Regions from separate parts of the Mus musculus genome. Here region 2 is linked to region 1. Evidence: chromatin contacts called from public HiChIP or PLAC-seq data. All regions are on one chromosome and are shown on one strand. Each heading gives the region's core, a stretch centred on a gene start, on an enhancer-like site or on the middle of the called end of the contact. The rest is flanking DNA. Distances are from core to core; before and after follow the strand shown.

Region 1 (4,359 bases), core at 760-3,259:
TTTTTTCTGCTCTCCATCATTGCCTGACTGATTCAAGCCAGCTGGGTAGGAGCCACACAGGTCCCACAATGAAAGCATGGGCAAAGGCCATTCTCGAGAGCTTTCCCTTGCCACGATCCCGTAGCCCAGATAAGGTTGTGTTGTATTTTCACCAACATGCGCTTGGCAGGCCACAGATAGACCCTGCGCTGGAGAAAGGGCCAGTACTGAATCGTGGAATGTGAGTGATGTCACTGGTGGTACCTGTCCAGTAGGCGCCCTGTCCTTTACCTTCCTGTAAGAAGAGGTACTTCCCTCTCCCCTCTCAGAGAAATGGATTGCCACAGTCACCAAGTTGAGCAGGCAGTCCACGATGAGTGGAGGGACACACAATGTTGGTCCCAGTAACTGGTTCAAGGATAGCTACTACTTGACCCAAAGCAAGAGTGGCAAGTGCTGCTGAAGCTGTCAGCAGAAAACAGGGCCCCTTGTTTAGGCAGATTACTGGCTGAAGATAAAGATGCTTCAGGAATCCTGGTAGCTCGGTGAGGGGCTTGCTGAAGAAGTCAGGAAAAAGCAGAGCTGAAGAGAGCATTTCCCTGTGGCTTGTTGGGGCTCTTGAGCTCATTACGGTTGATTCACATTTCTGTCACCCTGATCCATAAACTTCCTCCTGCCTTAAGGTGATTGGAGCTAGTTTTCACCAGCTTATAAGGGCAAGGTACCAGTTTACCAGCTTTGTCCAGATTCCTTTTAATTTTCAGTGAGCTTCTATCTGATTGAAGGTTTCTTGTAGTAAGTAGTGAACTGGGGCAAATTGGAAGTTTTTATGAAATTTAGCACATTTCCTCCGATGTTTCCTAATAGTAAGATTTAACTAGTAATATTTGTACACTTTCGTTCAAAGCAACATAGTTGCAATCCCAGGTATTTCCAAAATGTGAACTAGGATGTAAGTTATTTTCTATTGCTAACTATTCAGGCTCTCATTGCTGTATAGTGTGTACCCCAAACTAAGCAGGATGCTTCATAAGACCTATAATCCATGTGTTTCATCTCAACCACTGTTAGGTATTACAAGGCTTTGACTTAAAATTCCTACCTGGTTAAAGCAACCCCCTTTCCACAGAGGAGTCTTTGTCCCAAAGCTGCTTAGTTCCATGTTGCCATCCTCTTCCTTTCTGATGAAAACTAGCCTGGCCAATCCATCCTTTACTGCCCCTGTATTCACTCCCAGGCTTTAAGGCCATTGGTCATCCTTCCTGTGAGACAGTGCTTTAGGAAGAAAGGAAGACTGCTCTAGCTTCCTCTCTTGAGCTCTGAGCCTTTGCTCTCTCCCTTGCTCTGTGCACTCCAGACCTCCCAAAATAAAAGCCAGGAGGAGTGTTTAAAAATAGTTTTTAAAAGCTTCATAGGGTGTGTGGGTGTCAAGGTAGCTGTTTGCGTGCAGACTTTCTCTTGGGATTCTGGGTTCTGTGCACAGAACATTTATGGAAGTTTTTCAACCTTCCATAGTGAGTGTCGATGTATTGTGTCTAACCCACAGGCTGATTTTGCGCACGTTTTCCCCGACACAGCCACATTCTGTTCCCTTTTCTTGCCTTACGTATTAGTGTAGACCCCTAGATCTTCATGCCTCACTTCTGTGGGTGGCAAAGGAGAAGGCAGCCGCCAGCGCAGTGGAGAGGGCAAAGCAAACCTGTCTGTTAAGAAAGAGCGGGACAGAACAAAGAGCACACATCCTTTGCCAACAGTCTTCGGAAACAGGCTCAGTCCGCTCATGCGCAGGAAGAAGGCCGGCCCGGGATAGTGTGGGCAGGAACAGGCAGAATGACCCCCGGGGATCACGGGTTTGTTGGAGTTTCCAGCACCTTTCATCCTTTGTCCCCACTTCTGATTCACATGCATATTACCCTGACCAACTCCACACTAAATTCTCTTTCTCCCCCTGGCTCTCTGGAAGGTGGTGGGAACCTCTAAATATTTATGAGGTGTCCGGGACTCTGGTGCTCTTGTGGCGCTAATGAATGCGTGCCTGCGCACAGGGACCCGAAACCCGGCAAAGGGACGGCCACACAGCTCCTGGCCTCGCAGTTCCCAGGCCCGGAAGAAAGCGGGGAGGATGAAGGGAGGAGAAGCTGTTGTCAGGAGAGAAACAAACGGTCGGGCTACACAAAAGAAAGAACAGAGTTCCATCTTTGCCCGCTGGAGCGCTCTGGAGCGGGTAGGAATGTGCGTGAGGCAGGGGAGTAACTCGCCCGATTCCCAAGTCGGAAATGAGTTTCCTAGGAGACAAAGAACCTACCCGCATTTTCTTTTAAGCCCCACTTTCTCCAGTTAAGAGTCTGGACCTCTCGCAGAAGCTGTTAGGGTCCTTTATGCGCTGTTTTCATTAGGGAGCTAAATTCCGTCTTAAAGTGAACTCTCCCTAAATATGTTTGCATAAAGGAATCTATAATTCTAGCTTGGAATGTAAATCACCTGTAGTAACAGGTGGTCTTCGTGGTATCTTAATAGAAAGAGTGATGTATTCATACATTGGAAATGAACCGGGGACGTCGGAATGTCCGGAACATCAAGCACCAGAAAGAATCGTCTGCCTAGCCCCCATTGGCTCGCGTCTCCAGACACCGAGATCTGAGGGCTCCCTCAATGTCACTCCCAGGCGGGGGAGTCTGCAGGCAGCTAGTCTATTGAAGTCATCCATACAATGCTGATTATTTTCCTTTGTAGGTCTCAATATCCAAAAAGATTAAGGTTTTGTTACTTTAAAACACTCGTTCCGGATGCAAGAAACAAGTAACCTTGGCTCCGCTCATCTATCTTCCTAGGATGCTAAAAAAAAAAAAAAAACTAGGAAATCCTACCTCAGGCCTGGTCATGGCCCAAACTTTAGCTCTGCCAAAGGGAGGCAAAGCAGAAACTGAGCCCTAGCTTCCTTTTGAACACACTAGAAGCTCTGCGCAGCTCCGTGACAGCCTGTAAGTCAGTTGTAGAGAGCTAAGACTTCATGTTGGAAGATTCAAAACATGTCCCCAGGATCCCACCCTGCCCTGTCACCCAGACCTGACTATGTGATTCCTAAACATTCCGCACAGGAGAAAGACTGAATTTCTTGTGCTTCTGCACCAGGGCATTTCGTGGAAAAGTGCGAGTTAGTAGGAATATTTAGTAAATGTTTTCAGTGAGCATTGCGTAGCTTTGATCAAAAGAATGTACAGATTCTGTCGCCATTTTGTGAGGTGATAGGACTGAGTTTGTAAACACGACTACTTTGTGGTTGTCTATCGTTGTGGCTTCTACTCCGGTGATCTTTCCAGTTGGCCTTGCTAGGATCTGCAAAGGACTCCAGAGAGCTAGCTCCCCACTGACTCGAAGTGTGCTTTTAGAACCAGTGAGCAGAGCGCATACAATTCATCCCAAGTTTTTGTGTGTTTTTTTATTTTGGCTGGCGTTTTGACGAGTTTGCCGATCTGCTTACTGGCTTGTTCTGAGCACGCTGTCTTCTTCCTAAGGTACCTTTGACTGACTTGGAACTCGTAACCAACCTCCTGCCTTTGCCTTCCCAGTGCTAAAATCCTGGCTGTGCCACCATAACTTGGTTTCCTGTAAATTATGAGCCTTTAAGAAATGTGTCTATTCTTCTGGAACGATGTCACCAATTAACTTCACCTTAAAAGTGGTATATTAAAATAACCTATATGGGAATAGGTGGTAGGAGGGGCTGTATTTTAAAGTGTAAGATTCACAGAAGAAGGAAGGTCAGGCCCCTGTTCTATTATCCTTGAGTAGAACATCCTAGAATGTGCTAGAATGAGGTTCCATGAAAGCTCAGATATAACCTTAGGGGTCGGGAAAGAGTGACGTTTTCTGATGGGGCAGAGGGAGCTAGGGATGAACATGTGAACATGGAGGGTACACGTTTGTCCAGGAAAATTACACAATCACAGAAACTGTTACTACCCATAAAATCGCAAGGCCTATTCTAAACACATTGTTCACATTAGGAAGAAGGGGATGTGAGCATTCTAATGCACAAAATGAGGCTTTTTGAACTGAAAGATTTCTGCAGGCAATTTGATGCTAAGTGCCAACATACAGGATTCTGTATGCCTTTGGGCTATAATCTCACTTCTAGGAATTTTGTATAAATTATGAATGAATACAGACAATAATTTTATTCTACATGGAATAAGTTAAAGGGGGAAGATTTGGATTTTATTATATTATTTAAGTGTCATGAAGTATTTTTAAGTATTTATTTACCTCAGTATGTTTGGCTTATCTGTTATCTCTGTATTAAACATGAACTGATTCGGTTACAAGAAATCGGTAATAAAGTTATCTTGAGGAAACAAGTCTGTCCCCATCTTTGGGATC
Region 2 (4,359 bases), core at 602-3,101, 97 kb after region 1:
ATATTTTAAAAAATGACTTTTGGATTCTGCATACACACAGAAGTAACATGCCAAGAACTAGAGGTGAGCTACATCTTCTGACACACTCTTGCTTCTACACGACAGGGGCCTTTCTCTGGTAACAGCTGCCGGGGAAGGGGAGAGGAAGGTAGTTTCCTGGCAGCCTTCCGCTGTCCACACATGAGGCAGTGAGTGGCCATGGCAGCACAGTGATGGAATGGGGGCCAGAGGCCCAGGAGGACTTGATGAGCAAGCAGTCTGATGCCTTTACAGGAGGAAACTGCTGTTTTCAACAGTTCTTTACATCCGAGAGGAAGTAAAGAAAAACACAGTTAGTTGGGCTGTGTCTTCTAAATCCAAAAGCAATAAAATGAGTCCTTTTATGAAAATATTGGAGGAATGTACACATGAATATACATATATATGTATGCACATGCATGTGCGTACACACACAAGCACACACACACACACACACACACACACACACACACACACACACACATACACACACACTAAAAAGCTAAAGTAGAGCATGGGAGGAAGCCTGTGAGTCCAGACTTGGTTGGATGTTCACTGATTCTAAGAGGATGCCTGACCTAATGGGTACAGAGGGCCCCAGATGCTCTTCCTGCCCAGCGGCCCGTCTGCTGTGAATCAGCATCAGCACAGCATGTGGAGCTAGCATCAGTTTTGACTTTCAGTGGCGTTTCTCTGGTGGAATTTTTCTTCTCTGCCATATTGGTTCAAGAATCTTTATGAACAGTGAGAGAAAACTGTACTATTTTTTTCCCAAGTAACCCAAAGAAGAGATTTCATTTTATATATAAGGAAAAATACAACAGTAGAATAGTCTTAATAATAAACCTATTCCTCGGTGTCTACTTATGTCCTGTACTATGTTGGTTTGTGTGCATGTGTGTGGGTGGGGGATGCATGTGTGGTGGTAGTCGGTATGCTCACTTATGGGTGCACATATAGAAGCTGGGGGGTCAATGTGAGGTATCTTCCTTCATTACTTGTCACCTTAACTTTTGAGGCAGGGTCTTTTACTAAACTTGGAGTTCATGGTTTCAGCTACATTAGCTAGCAAGACTCTAGGATCCTCCCGTCTCTGTCTCCCCCCTCCCCCGCCCCCTCCAGAATTTGTGCAATAGGCATGTGATACCACACCCAGCTTTTATGGGGACTCTGGGGGGTGGGGCGCAAATCAGGTCCGGGGGCTTGCAAAGTAAGCAGTTTTCCCATTGAGCCATTACTCTATCCCAGTGTTTGTTTGCTTGTTTTAATCTTTTATTTATGTTTTCTACCTACAGACTTTTTACACATTCTTGAAAAACCTGATCTGCTTCTTGTGGGCAAGATTTTATCTTCAGTGTTTTAGAGACTTCATTTTAATAAGAAAGCATGCTGTCAACACATTGGTTAAAGTTAATTGAATTTGGAATGCATGCTGTTGTTGGGTAGGGCTCACATCTTCTTCTATGCTGTTAAACTAGTGGATCAAAAGGATAGCTCAGTGCAGCCTGCCTCACGTGGTGTATTTCAACTACACACCATTATCCCGTGAATGCTCTCTTCTGCTTACATTTGGGAATTACTAAATTATTGAATGTGGTATTTATATTCCATTTTCAGAATGATGAATTTTGATGACCATTTTCTAGCCCAGCTTGCTTATACTTCTACTTCTGAAACAAAATTGAATTAGATCTACCTTATCTGGATTTCAAAAGACAAGCAGAAATGGATGTTATCTTGATGTTTATCTGTCACCAGGTTTTAGTCCTGTGGTGCAGGGTTGGGCTGGTCCCACTCCTTTCAGTTTTACATAAAGTCACCTACAAGGCCTTAGGTCCAAGGGCATTGCTCCCACCCCCTCCCAAACTGACTGATTCACGATAGCTGCTAAAGTTTGGGTGTGTTTTGTTCCTGACAGGTTCATGTGTTAGAGATTTGGTCCTCAATGTGGAGGCAAAAGATTTTGAGAAGAGGGCTGTAGCTTCCTGCCTTTCTATCCGATCTTGTCTCTCATGCAAGCTTCATAATGTCAATTGGGCTTTTAACCTTTAGACCTGTGTGCAAACCAAAGCTCTTTCTGTTATGGGTGCTCAGCCTTGGATGTTTTGGTATAGTCATGGAAAGGAGACTGATTCGAGGTTGTTAGGCCTGGCGGGGTTTTCCTGTAAACCCCACCCCACCCCCACCCTCCGCGCTCTCATCTCAACCCAAGAGTTAGCACTGGTATCCTGTGTGCACACCTTGTGTTTGCTTACATTTGACTCCATGATGCTCAGTCACGACTCACTAACCAGAAGAAATGCTATCTCTTCCTTGACCGTTCAGACTCTACAGCCCATTCCAACATGTCCTGTCTTAAGCTGTTGTATCTGTGAGTTACCTGAAGTTCTAGCCTCTAAGGGCAGCTGTTTTTGAAAATAAGACCCCTAAGGAAGCACTTAAAGCTAACTGAGGTCACATGGGTGGGTGGGGAAATCTAATAAGACTAGTAATTTTTTTTTTTTTTCCGAGACAGTGTTTCTCTGTATAGCCCTGGCTGTGTCCTGGAGCTCACTCTGTAGACCAGGCTGGCCTCAAACTCAGAAATCCGCCTGCCTCTGCCTCCTGAGTGCTGGGATTAAAGGCGTGCACCACCACGCCCGGCTCAAGACTAGTATTCTTGCAAGTAGAGACATTCATTCTCTGCCCCCCAACACACAGACACACACACAGACACACACAGATGCAGACAGATACACACACACACACACAGCACTGAGAGGTCAAGAAGCTGATCATCTGTGAGTCAGGAAGAAAGCCCTCACTAGATGCTCCAGTGAGTAGACATTTTCCTTGGACTTCAGGCCTTCAACACTGTGGGGTCATAGTTTTCTGTTGTTTAAGCTATCCAGCTCATGGTACCTTGTTATGCAGCCAGGGCCGGCTAAGACAACTTATGATGGATGCTTTTCCATTGAGAATGGAGGCATCCTAAAGTGGGCTTGCCTTCCTGGAAGTGATGGCTTCTTCCAGCCACGTGTGCACCGTGGGTTGTGTGCCGAGTGGGTTGCATACAGCTGGAACCTGTCAGTCTGACTGAGACTGGCACATTGGAATTGCCAGACAGGAAGGATCAGCCAGGAGCATGCTTGGGGACATGTGGCAGAGAAAACTTATCAAGTGTGAGATGTCCAGAGTCAAGAGTGAGGTGGTTCAAAGAGTTGCACTAATGTGGTAAATATATACCCTGGAGGTAACGGCAGCTGTCAGATCTTAGGATGATAGGGCAGAGCCTGGGGCAGTAGCTGTCCAGACTGGAAGTATAGGGACAATGCTTTGAAAAGGTGTAAGTAGCTTGGCCACCACATTCTTCAGAGAACACCCCCAAACAGGTTCTATGACGGTGAGACCCCTGGAATCTTATGAGCACAAGAAACTTCTCAGGGTGCAAAAGTGGACCACAGAATGGGCTAAAAGTACCTCTCCTCCTCTATCCACTCGATTTAGGGAACCAGAGAAAATCCTTCTTCCCACAAACATAATACTGGAGCAATCTATACCTATACGTACTGAACTTTCTCTCATAGGAAGCTTTCCCAATCGGCACTAGAACAAACTCATTTGAAAGTGAGCAATTTGAAACAGAAGCCATCAGAAGAGTGATGGGGTAAGGAGACAGTAGTGTAAGGAGATAGTGAAAGGAGAGGCACGGCGGAGGAAGGGCAGTCACGCACGGCCACGCATCTCTGAGAATGACACGACTGTGGTTGAGCAATCCATCAAAAAGCTGAGCTGAATGGAGAGCTGTTCACAACTAAATAGAACCCCCAAAACAAAAGTCCAGCATTTGGCAGAACAGGCACCAGGGCAACTGGAGAGAGTGAAAAGTGAGTTAAGGACATAGGAAGGAGGCAAGAGAAAAAGTTACAGAAATGGAGAGCCAACTGAGGGGAGCACGGGAGGAAAAGGCCTTTGAAATACTCAGGAAGGAGATAGGTCGGCAGATTGTGACAGGCACAGCAATGCACACCAGTGACACCAGTACCTGGGGGGCTGAGGCCAAGGGTACTCCGTGGATAAAGTGCTAGCTGTGTAAGCATGGGGTCCTGAGTTTGAAGCCATAGAACTTACCTAATTCTAATGCAAGAATGCATGTATCTGTAATACCAGTGCTCCTATTGGGGAGATGGGATGTGGGGATTGGAGAATCCCTGAAACTCCCAAATCAGCTATCACAGTGTAGATGCAGAGAGAGGGAGGGGGAAGGGGAGAGGGAGGGGGAGGGGGAGGGGAGAGGGAGAGAGGAGCAATCCACCTTGAATTCTGGGGAAGGTTTGGGGAAGAATAAAGCACAAAGGAGCA

What was found. HiChIP or PLAC-seq counts read pairs in DNA pulled down with a chosen protein or histone mark.
Region 2: a contact with region 1 is called in an H3K27ac HiChIP or PLAC-seq map of embryonic stem cells, with 16 read pairs. The contact joins two enhancer-like sites. A contact is called at or near these places in 1 of 39 promoter capture datasets (embryonic stem cells), 16 of 484 Hi-C or Micro-C datasets (brain, cardiomyocytes, embryonic stem cells and 2 more), 13 of 115 datasets of contacts at active chromatin or transcription factors (bone marrow-derived macrophages, embryonic fibroblasts, embryonic stem cells and 2 more) and 1 of 9 other capture datasets (embryonic stem cells).

The regions. Positions count from the first base shown.
Region 1 is chr17:10,333,417-10,337,775 of GRCm38.p6, forward strand. No RefSeq gene overlaps it. Among named protein-coding and RNA genes, the nearest start is that of 1700110C19Rik, 11 kb to the left of the region's middle. RefSeq lists an enhancer at 147-3,758. Within about 2 kb of position 2,010, at least 204 of the 459 cell types and tissues checked have an H3K27ac peak or open chromatin away from gene starts, as enhancers often do. A contact at or near this core is called in bone marrow-derived macrophages, embryonic stem cells and microglia, where this site is marked.
Region 2 is chr17:10,430,855-10,435,213 of GRCm38.p6, forward strand. The region is part of intron 4 of Pacrg (PARK2 co-regulated); the gene reads right to left. Among named protein-coding and RNA genes, the nearest start is that of A230009B12Rik, 23 kb to the right of the region's middle. Within about 2 kb of position 1,852, at least 16 of the 459 cell types and tissues checked have an H3K27ac peak or open chromatin away from gene starts, as enhancers often do. A contact at or near this core is called in bone marrow-derived macrophages, embryonic stem cells and microglia, where this site is marked.